Regions from separate parts of the Sus scrofa genome. Here region 2 is linked to region 1. A link is a contact called in public HiChIP or PLAC-seq data. All regions are on one chromosome and are shown on one strand. The core of a region is the stretch at or near the end of the contact, and the rest is flanking DNA. Distances in the headings are between cores, read along the strand shown. Region 1 overlaps FGGY (FGGY carbohydrate kinase domain-containing protein). Region 2 overlaps FGGY (FGGY carbohydrate kinase domain-containing protein).

Region 1 (5,153 bases), core at 203-2,702:
ACTTAAAGGGACCATAAAACTTGTATTATCTAAGTGGCTTTCTACTTATCTAAGAAAGTAACAGAATTATCAGAATTTTTAACCAGGGCAGAGAAAATGGACAGTGTATGTGAAAAATACAGTTGTTTCTCACAGACTCACAGACATAGAAGACAAACTTATAGTTACCAAAGGGGAAGGGAGGGAGGGATAAATTAGGAATTTGGCACTAGCTGATATGACTACTACATATAAAATAATAAACAAAAGGTCCTACTCTAGCACCAGGAACTATAACCAATATCTTGTAATAAACCATAATGGAAAAGAATATGAAAAAGGTTATGTATGTGTATGTACATACACACACACACATCCATATATAACCTAATATATGATGTATATAACTGAATCAGTTTGCTGAACACCAGAAACAGTAAATCAACTATATGTCAACAAATAAATAAGTAGAGCAAAACAACACAAACACAGTTGTTTTTCATTTCTACCTCAAAAACTGTGTTTGTGCTAAACCCAAGAAACACATGCATAGTAAACACTGGATGAAAATATATAAAATACTAACAGGTTCAAGAGCATGGGTGATGATTTTTCTCTTGCGAACTTGCTTTTCTGTATGTCTTCTTAACTTTCTAGAGTGGCATGTAGGGATTTGATCATTTTAAAGAAAATAAAACTATACTGCACTCTTAAAAAAAAAAAGTTATGCTTCTACAAGCAGCCAGAATGACTTGTGCTCACTTTTGTCTCTCTTGGGAGGCAGGGCTCATTAAGGGTATTTGACACAATGTGGAGAATGCCCAGAGAATCAGTGCTGTCATCAGAAATAGCACTGCTGAGTTTTCCCATTTCTCCAAATAATTAACATAAAACTGAAACCTCATGAACCCACGGGCTGCAGTAAATCTGGAAATTACCACAGCATAACAATATGAATTTATTATGGAAATGCTGACAGTGCTAAATATAGTCACCTCCACAATATATTTCTGTTAAAAGAGTGTATTTGAAGTTGGCCTCAAAATTCATACTTTTTGTCAGCAGGCTGGAGCCGGACAATCTGGATTTGCGGCACGCTACCCTCTTTGTTTGGGAGTCTAGACAGCACAACGAATACAGGGGCTCTTCTCTTTCCTTTTTGCCCACACAATGAAAGCTTTTGAAAACAAAATATTTGGTAAAATTGCATTTTAATCACTTCTTTTCTTTCTCTCTATAAGGCCGAGCTATAAATAAACCATGAAAGTTCACATTTGATCGTCACTTCTGAAAGCAAGTGCAAGGGTTTCTGTAGGGAAAAAATAGGAGCCCTGTACCAAGGCCATGAAAGACCGCATTCATGGGAGCTGACCCTTCGCTGGTGTGTCAAGGCTGAGATACCCGTCTGCACAGGCTGCTCACCACTTCCCTGGGAGCAGAGCCGGCCGTCATCAGGCTGTGTGGGCACAGGGAACTCCCAGTTCTCACGGGTTACGGCCTGGCTTGGGAGCCAGCCAAGGGCTTCCGGCTACACTGAGTGAGCTACCCAGGGAAGTTAGGTTTAAGAAAGGTAGGGGCTCTTCAGCCCCCTTGCAGAAGATGGGGATTCCATGAGTGGCAGACACACAAACGCGGGAAATCTGGGAAGCATGGGACCTGATACCTTTTCCCCTGCGCAGGGGAAGGGGAACAACGGCCTTAAGACTTGGGAAGGTTGGAGTTCCCATTGTTGCTCAGTGGGTTAAGAACCCAACTAGTATCTATGAGGATGTGGGTTTGATCCCTGGCCTTGTTCAGTGGGTTAAGGATCCGGCGTTGCCCAAGTTGCTATATAGGTCACAGATGTGGCTCGGATCTGGCATTGCTGTGGCTGTGGTTGTAGGTCTCAGCTACAGCTCTAATCTGACCCCTAGGCCAGGAACTTCCATATGCCTTAGGTGTGGTCCTAAAAAAAAAAAAAAAAAAAAAAAAAAAAAAAAAAGACTTTGGGAAGGCTATAGGTAGTCTAGAGCCAGGAATCAAAGGACACTGCAAACTTGGCAGTGTGCAGCGTCATGGTCTATCAGGAAGAATAACCAGAACCTGGCCTGGGGAGAGCTATTCCATGAACTCCCTGAAGGTAGTAAGCATGCCAGTGTAGGTCTCATGCCCAACATGGTCCTATCACTTACAGGGGCTTGGTTAATGTTTGCTGAGCTGCTGAATGAAAGGGTGATGACTTTCATGACAGAGGTTATGGAAGATCATCGAATGGTGTTTCTAAAATGGTAAACATTCACTCCAGGGAGTGCTGAAGTGGTTGGTTAGGATTCCAGAAAAACATACTGGAAGTGCCGTTTATAAGACGTGTAGTCTAAAGAAATGAATTCAACTTTACCAGCACTTAATACGCAGATTGTCACCAGCACCACCCGTTGGTCCCTCATCAGACAGTCATGAGTGAGTAAGACACGTGAAATCTCCCAAGGTAAGAGTGAGAGCCTTACATCATGGGGGCATGACAGCATGCCCTCCAGTCTATGTCCCCAGCTTCCAGGGGTTTGCTACCCATCGTCATCTACATGTTCCAGGGTGGGAGTGTATAGGGGCTATCTAATTTTATTTAAACAAACTCTCACAAAATGGGCAAGCAACTGAGAAAGACTTGGCCAAAGGACTAAAGGCAATGGTCACGGTGCAGATTCAAGTAAACAAAAAGGAAAAATGATGACACTTTTCCCTGGTATTAGCTTTTCACAGTATAAGGTAAAAACAAAGACGGCTTAGACTATGACAAGAATTGAGACAAAAATTAAAATGATCAAGAATACTGTTTGAGATATAAATACAGTGGCACATACAAAATCATTTAGAAATAATAAAAAAAATCATTCAAAACTCACCTGGCCTTAGATTGTGGATCTTTAGACACTGTCTAATGTTAGTATAATAACATCATGATGAGCAAATATTTGAAATCTTTTATTTCAGCTATATTTATAATATAGATAACCTATAAGCCCAATAAAACATGTGTATGCCTCTTCATAAATACATTTCCACATATTGAGGATGCAAGCTCAAAATTTTTATAACTGATGGGGTATGATCAGAAAAACAAAGCATTCATTGTCCCAGCAGCCAATTCCGTGGCAGTTGCTAGGTTACCGGTTCAAGCCAACATTTCCCAGGTGCTTGCTCTGTGCTGTGCGCTGCACTAATCGCTTTATGGACGTGACTCTTGAAATTCTCAAAACGACTTTATGACACAGATATCATCACCTCTTCCCCCTTCATGGACCAAGAAGTGAACTGAGAGAGTATAAAGAATTTGCCCAAGGTCAAAAATGCAGAAAAGCCAGAATTTAGAGCCCCTTCTGACTCCAGGCCTTTGCTTAGCCCTGCGCTCAGACCCTACACACTTCCCCCCTACAATGCAAAAAGCCTGATGCTTGCGTCCTCTGGGCTTGAGTTCAAATCCCACTTCTGCTGCTCATTAGCTGTGTGATCTCCTTGGCTAAGAATGAGCGTGTGCTTGTGCCTGAGAAGCACCAATCCTGTACACTGCACCTTTTTTCAGAGATGCTGACACACAGCTCTGAAATACATGAATCTGCCTTCTTGAGGAACTCTGACTCATTTTACTGGAACAACAAGTTCACATGATAATGTGTGGGCTGAGGCACATGACCCTTTCAAAGAAAAACAAAGTAGGGCAACGTGATTTTCCCCCAACAAGCATGAAGAAATGGCTAGTTGTTCTTCTATTTGTTTTGTTTTGTTTTGATTTTTGATACAGTCATCTTTTGACCGGCACCTGGTCTTCTGCCTGACCTCCATGCACTGGAAACAACCATGTCAGTTTAGAAGCGGGATGTGGAGGGACGGAAAGAGTGAGGTAGGTCTTCATCACCAATTGTGACATGAAGACTCACACCTCCTTTATAACCTTAAACACATGGTATCAATCCATCAACCTACATAGCTCCCTACATGTCCTCCCCGCCACACATCTTGTTTAATGAGGTTGATTACACAGGTACACACATTTCTCAAAATTCATCAAGCTGTACACTTAAGATCTGTGAATTTCACTTTACGTACACTATACCGATTTAAAAAGCATAAAAGAAAAAAATGCTGTATGTGTTATTAAGTGTATGTGTTAGTATATTTATATTTCATTTAATTTTTTATTATGTAATACCTACCAAATGGAAATAAAAATTTTCAAATGCCTCGTTCTCCAATATTGACTCTTAAAATTCACCTCAGATTGGTCTCTTGATCATAAAGGAGGGGTAGGGGCCTGGAGCTCTCTAGTTTTGCAGGAATTGGAGATGACAGTGGAAAGATATCGGGTTTTAGAGATAAATAAGCTTGGGATAGATGCTGAGTCCTGCTACTTACCAGATACGTGAACGAAGCCTCAGTTTTCCCACCTATGAAGTGGGAATAATAATATCTACTCACAGCATTGTTGAAAATTTGAGTACCCCACTCTCTGAACAATATCTCCTAACTGGTACCCTAGCAACAGTCAAGGCCAGTCAAAGTGATTCTTTAGAAAGACAGAAAATAGAGTGCAGTGATTAAAAATGATAGACTCTGGAGTTCCCGTTGTGGCTCAGTGTTTAACAAATCTGACTAGGAACCATGAGGTTGCGGGTTCGATCCCTGGCCTTGCAGAGTGGGTTAAGGATCTGGAATTACCGGGAGCTGTGGTGTAGTTTGCAGACACGGCTTGTGGTGGCTCTGGTGCAGGCCGGTGGCTACAGCTCCGATTAGACCCCTAGCCTAGGAACTTCCATATGCCGCCTGTGCGGCCCTAGAAAAGACAAAAAAAAAAAAAAAAAAAAAAAAAAAAAAAAAAAGAAAAAGAAAAAAGATAGACTCTGATTGTAGCAGACTACCAGAGTAGTCTGAAATCAGGCTTTACCACTCATGATAATGCATTATCATGACCAAATCACTTTTTCATTTGTTTGTTTCCTTGTCTAAAAATGAGGATAAGAACAGTATGCCGCTATTAGGACTGTTTTGTGAGCCATGTGGGTTATTTCAGGCAAAGCACTGAGACCACTGCCAGCACATGGTAAAGGTTCCAGAAACTTTTTAAAATTTATTATTCGATTAGCATGCAAGCTCCATGCGGCCAGGGGCTTTTATTTGAGTCATTCATTGCACCAGAAACC
Region 2 (5,146 bases), core at 1,641-4,140, 410 kb after region 1:
ATGAAAGAAGAAAAATATAACAAATACATGCAAACATTAATGGTAAATTGATTTTTGTATAAGGTCCAAGAATATTCAATGGGGAAAGGATAATTTGTCTGATAGTGGTACTAGAAAAACTAAATGCCCATATGCAAAATAAATAAATAAGAACTTACATTTTTAGACTTTTACCTCACACCATACACAAAAATTAATGCAAAATATATGTCACTAAATGTAAGAATTAAAACTATAAAACCTGTGGAAGAAAAATCTTTTGACATGGGTTAAACAAAGATTTAATAATAAGCAAGCCTCATAAAAGAAAAAGAAAATAATAAATGCGTCTTCAGAATTTTAAAGTTTTGCTATTTAAAAGAAATCATAAGAAAATGAAAAGATAACCTACAGTTTGGGAAAAAACATTTGCAATTCATTCATCTTATAATAGACATATAAAGAATACTTATAACAATAATAAGAGGACAAACAACACAATTATAAAATGGGCAAAAGATTTAAATATACGTATCACCAAAGAAGACTATGAATGGCCAAAAAGAACGAGAAAATACACTCAACATCATCACTCATTAAGAAAATGAGGAGTTCCCGTCAAGGCTCAGTGGTTAATGAATCCGACTAGGAACCACGAGGCTACGGGTTAGATCCCTGGCCTCGCTCAGTGGGTTAAGGATCTGGCATTGCGTGAGCTGTGGTGTAGGTGGCAGACGCGGCTTGGATCCCGAGCTGCTGGATCTCTGGCATAGGCTGGCGGCTACAGCTCTGATTCGACCCCTAGCCCGGGAACTTCCATATATGCCTCAGGTGCAGTCCTAGAAAAGGCAAAAAGACAGAAAGGAAGACAGGAAGACAGGAAGGAAGGAAGGAAGGAAGGAAGGAAAAGGAAAAGGAAAGGAAGGAAGGAAAGAAAGAAAGAAAGACAGACAGACAGACAGACAGACAGACAGATAATGAAAAGTAGGAGTTCCTATCTCGTGGTTCGGTGGTTAACGAACCTGACTAGCATCCATTAGGGTGCAGGTTTGATCCCTGGCCCTACTCAGTGGGTTAAGGATCCAGCATTGCTGTGAGCTGTGGTATAGGTCACAGACACAGTTCAGATCCTGCGTTGCTGTGGCTGTGGTGTAGGTCAGTGGCTACAGCTTCTATTGGACCCGTAGCCTGGGAACCTCCAGATGCCGCAGGTATGACCCTAGAAAGACGAAAACAAACAAACAAAAAAAACAACAACAAAAAAAAACAAAAAAAAAAGGAAAAGGAAAATCATGAGGTACCACTGCACACCTATAAGAATAGCTATAATTAAAAAGATGACAACACCAAGTGTTCAAAAATTGTGGAGAAAAAAAAATTGTGGAGAAGGTGGAACCCCTGTACATTGCTGGTAAAAATGTAAAATACAGCCACTTTGGAAAAAATGCTTGGCAATTTTTAAGCATAACTTATCATATAACCCATCAAGGTCTACCCAAGAAAAATGAAAACATATGCCAACACAAACACTTGTATGTGCATATTCAGAGCAGTATTACTCATAATACCCTAAAACTAGAAACAAACCAAATGTTCATTATGAGTTAACCGAATGGTGAAACCGAGTGTGATCTACCCATACAGTGGAAGTGTACTCAGCAGAAGACATGAACTATTGATATGTGAAGCCACATGAATGAACCTTAAAAACACTATGCTAAGTGAAAGAAGTCAGACGCAAAAAGAAGGCATGTTGTGTGACTCCTTTTCCATGAAATTTCTACAAACAGAACAACTACAATGACAGAAAACGGTTATCTATGACTAAGACTGGAGAATGACTGCAAACAGGCATAAGGGAACTTGTGAGGGTAACAGAAGTGTTCTAAAATTGGATTATGGTGATGATTACACAGACATGAAAGTTTAAAAAAATCACTGAGCTATACAATTAAAATGAATGGACTTTATAGTATATAAACCATGAAAAACATTGAATGATTTTTTTTTCTAAGAGATGAGCTATAAAAGATGAAATGGAAGAATATTCATGATATGCGAATAAGGGAAAAAAAAAAACAACAACAAACTGTTAATAGTGGTTGCCTCTGAGAGCAGAAATGGCAGCTGGAGGAGATGGGAGTTTTTCACTTTGTTATATAATTTTTTAAGTTAATAGATTTATTGATTAATTCTATTTTTACATTTTCATTTCCATGGTTTCCTTTTGTGAAAATGCCTGAGTGGCCATACCCATTACTGGTTCCCATCAACTTAAAACATGACAACAACCTTTGAAATCCTACAAAAGTCATCTCAAAAGTGTCCACCACCTCTTAAAACACACTATTCTTTTTTCCTGTTTTGGAATGCCAGGCTGGTCATTTAGGATTCTACTTCTTACTGTTTAACATGTTTCTCAAATAAAAGCTACACACAATTATAACAGCTTTTCAATAAAGAAAAACATTATTTTTTCAAATGTGAAATAGGTGACATACAGTGGATGCTCAACATATGGTGACATTTTATTGTTTGTTGTTATTATTTAAAAAAAATAATGAGGAAACTACTTTACATATACAACTTTATTTAATCCTTACAAAGCCCTCTGAAGAAACACTTAGTATTTCCATTTCATTAAAAAAAAAAAAAAAAATTGGACTGGAATTCTTTGGTGGCCTAGTGGGTTAAGGATCTGGTGTTGTCACTGCTGTGGCTCAGGTCCAGTCTCTGGCCTGGGAACTTCCACATGTCGTGGGTATGGCAAACATATAAAAAAATAAGTGGAAGACTGGGGAAGGAAGGGAAGAAGAAGCAGGCTCCAGAGACTGAGAACTTGAACTTACCCCTGTCGCACAGCCAGCTGACAGCAAAGCCAGAACTGAAATTCAGAGCCTGTGTTCCTCCTATTCCACCACATGGTTGCCTCTGTCATCAGAGAAGTTCTTTTGCCCAGAGACTCATCCTACAGAGAGCGCATGAGCTCTAAGGAAGAGCATCACTCATGACCCACCTGTGAGTGTTGGCATAACTTTGCCCCACAGCACCAAGAGAGGGCCCTGTACCTCTATACTGCACTGGTCCACCTAGACTTAGAAGAGTATGAGGACCAAGCCCAATTCTGTCAGGCAGCATGGTCTCATGACAAGGAGTCACGGAGACCTGGTTTCAAATCTCTGCTATGTCTCTCTGCTTATGTGGTCCAGGGCAGGTTATACAATTCCAGTCATTCCAGTCACCCTCCTGTGTTGCTGGATCATGTCTCTCTAGCATTTATAAGCACAGCGTCCTCTGCCTGCCATGTCCTTCCAACCTGGCTTGGAAATCTCTGGGTGATGGCTAAAATCAGTGGTGTTGGGTGCAGACTGCCTGACTCCGAAAACTGGCTCTGCCACTGACAAGTCATGTGACTTTGGGAAGCCAGAAGACCTTTGGTTACACAAAACCAGTACTTAGACCTACATTGCCTAATGTTGGTATGAGAATTCAGCAAAATAAGATATGATTAATCCACTATCTGGCATTCAGTGTCCAATAAGTGGCAGCCCTTATTTGAGTAAATCAGCTGCCGCAAACCTTTAAACTCACAGAGCATCAACCTTTCACTCAATAAACTAGCCCTAACTTCTACCGGCCATGCAGCCCTATTGGCCTCGTGCCCAGAGAGCGTATGCCTGACTTGGGCAAGCCCTTCTCCTACAGGACTGCCATTAATCAATAAAGGAATTGGGAGAGGAAATGTAGAAAACTCAATAAAACTCACTACCACAAGGCAGCTCTAGAGTAGAAAGGAGAATGGGATATGGTATCATAAGAGTTCTGCTGGCTACAACTCCACCACTGTTGGGTCACTGCAAGATAACCTTGGAGTAATCTCACCTTTCTGAGCCTCAGGTTCCACGAGGGGGAGGAGTGGCACAGGAGAGAAACTCCCAGGTGAGGATCAAAGGTGTCAATGGATTTGAACGTGCTTTGGAACCAATAAACCTTTGCAGGAAATGTGAAGGATGGAAAATGCACTCAATGCCTTCTAAGTTGTGCTCACGCAAACTTTCTTATGAAGGAAGCGTGGTTTGCTCCCTGCATCATGTAAGCACGTATAAAAACGGCAGGCAAAGGGAACAGTGAAAAGATTGGATAAACTCAAACCTTCCTAAGAATTTTGGTGGGAGTGACCTTACAGTAGGAGCAAAGAAAAGATTGTCTTCAATCTATGGTATGAATCTCCTGTGAAACCTACAAGAGTTCTATATGGCCTTTCGATCACAAAATTTCAGCATCTCCTTCTCTAAATCGGAAACCTATCTCAAGGAACTGGAGGAATAACTGTGACATGCATTTAAACCTGATTTGGCTAGGCAGCCGCTGTCATTTCCCCAGCCTTATATGGAAATGCCTTATGATCATGCCTACCATGTGTAGGACCACCCCACTCCCCACCCCCACCCCCACCCCCACCCCCACCCAAACCATCTCAGAAAGATGGCTGTCAGGGTCACACTACCCAGAAGGCCCCCAGGACTTGACCTGCTGACCTGAGGATTCTTTTTTATACTCTCATTAATGGAAGAAGAAAGCAGTCTAGTAAACTCACCCCAACAGCCTGGCATCAAGGGAATTTCCTCAGCTAGAGAAAAAGCACATTGCTCTCCTAAAGAATTTCCAGAGAAGGAGATTTCTGCAAGTTCATTTGGTAACCTGGTCCATGTCTCCCAACTGTCAACTCGTAGCTATGGGGCAGCAAACAAATATTTGGGGAAGGGATTGTGCATCGCTTTGTTCTGACTGTGGGAACCGGTTCAATCCTGCATGTGTTTTAAATCAGCAGGCTCTGCCATACTGGGTGGGGAGACAGCGTTCCTTAGAAACCTTTCCAACTGAGAACTGGAGGGTCAGAGGCATACCTGGTTTTATCTTGAGCTCAGCTTGGAGCAAGGGTCAAAAGCCTGGGGCCTCCCGGAATCCAGCCTGCAACAGAGTTCTGTGTGGCTGGTACTGTGCTCTTTTAAATCTTAATTTGAATGCCTCTGTCAGCTTTGGGGGGAGGGGGTGCATGAGGTTGTGAAATACCTGTTCTCTCAGGCCTATCACTTCCTGTTGCCCACACAATTCAATCACTTACTCATTTACTCAGTCAGTCAGCAAACGCAATCAAGCCCCTTCT

Evidence for each region. HiChIP or PLAC-seq counts read pairs in DNA pulled down with a chosen protein or histone mark.
Region 2: an H3K27ac HiChIP or PLAC-seq map of alveolar macrophages shows a contact between it and region 1. The contact joins two enhancer-like sites. A contact is called at or near these places in 1 of 47 Hi-C or Micro-C datasets (epiblast stem cells) and 1 of 2 datasets of contacts at active chromatin or transcription factors (alveolar macrophages).

Annotation. Positions count from the first base shown.
Region 1 is chr6:152,767,194-152,772,346 of Sscrofa11.1, forward strand. The region is part of intron 14 of FGGY (FGGY carbohydrate kinase domain-containing protein); the gene reads right to left. Among named protein-coding and RNA genes, the nearest start is that of HOOK1, 60 kb to the left of the region's middle. Within about 2 kb of position 1,453, at least 14 of the 83 cell types and tissues checked have an H3K27ac peak or open chromatin away from gene starts, as enhancers often do. A contact at or near this core is called in alveolar macrophages, where this site is marked.
Region 2 is chr6:153,179,266-153,184,411 of Sscrofa11.1, forward strand. The region is part of intron 3 of FGGY (FGGY carbohydrate kinase domain-containing protein); the gene reads right to left. Among named protein-coding and RNA genes, the nearest start is that of FGGY, 31 kb to the right of the region's middle. Within about 2 kb of position 2,891, at least 6 of the 83 cell types and tissues checked have an H3K27ac peak or open chromatin away from gene starts, as enhancers often do. A contact at or near this core is called in alveolar macrophages, where this site is marked.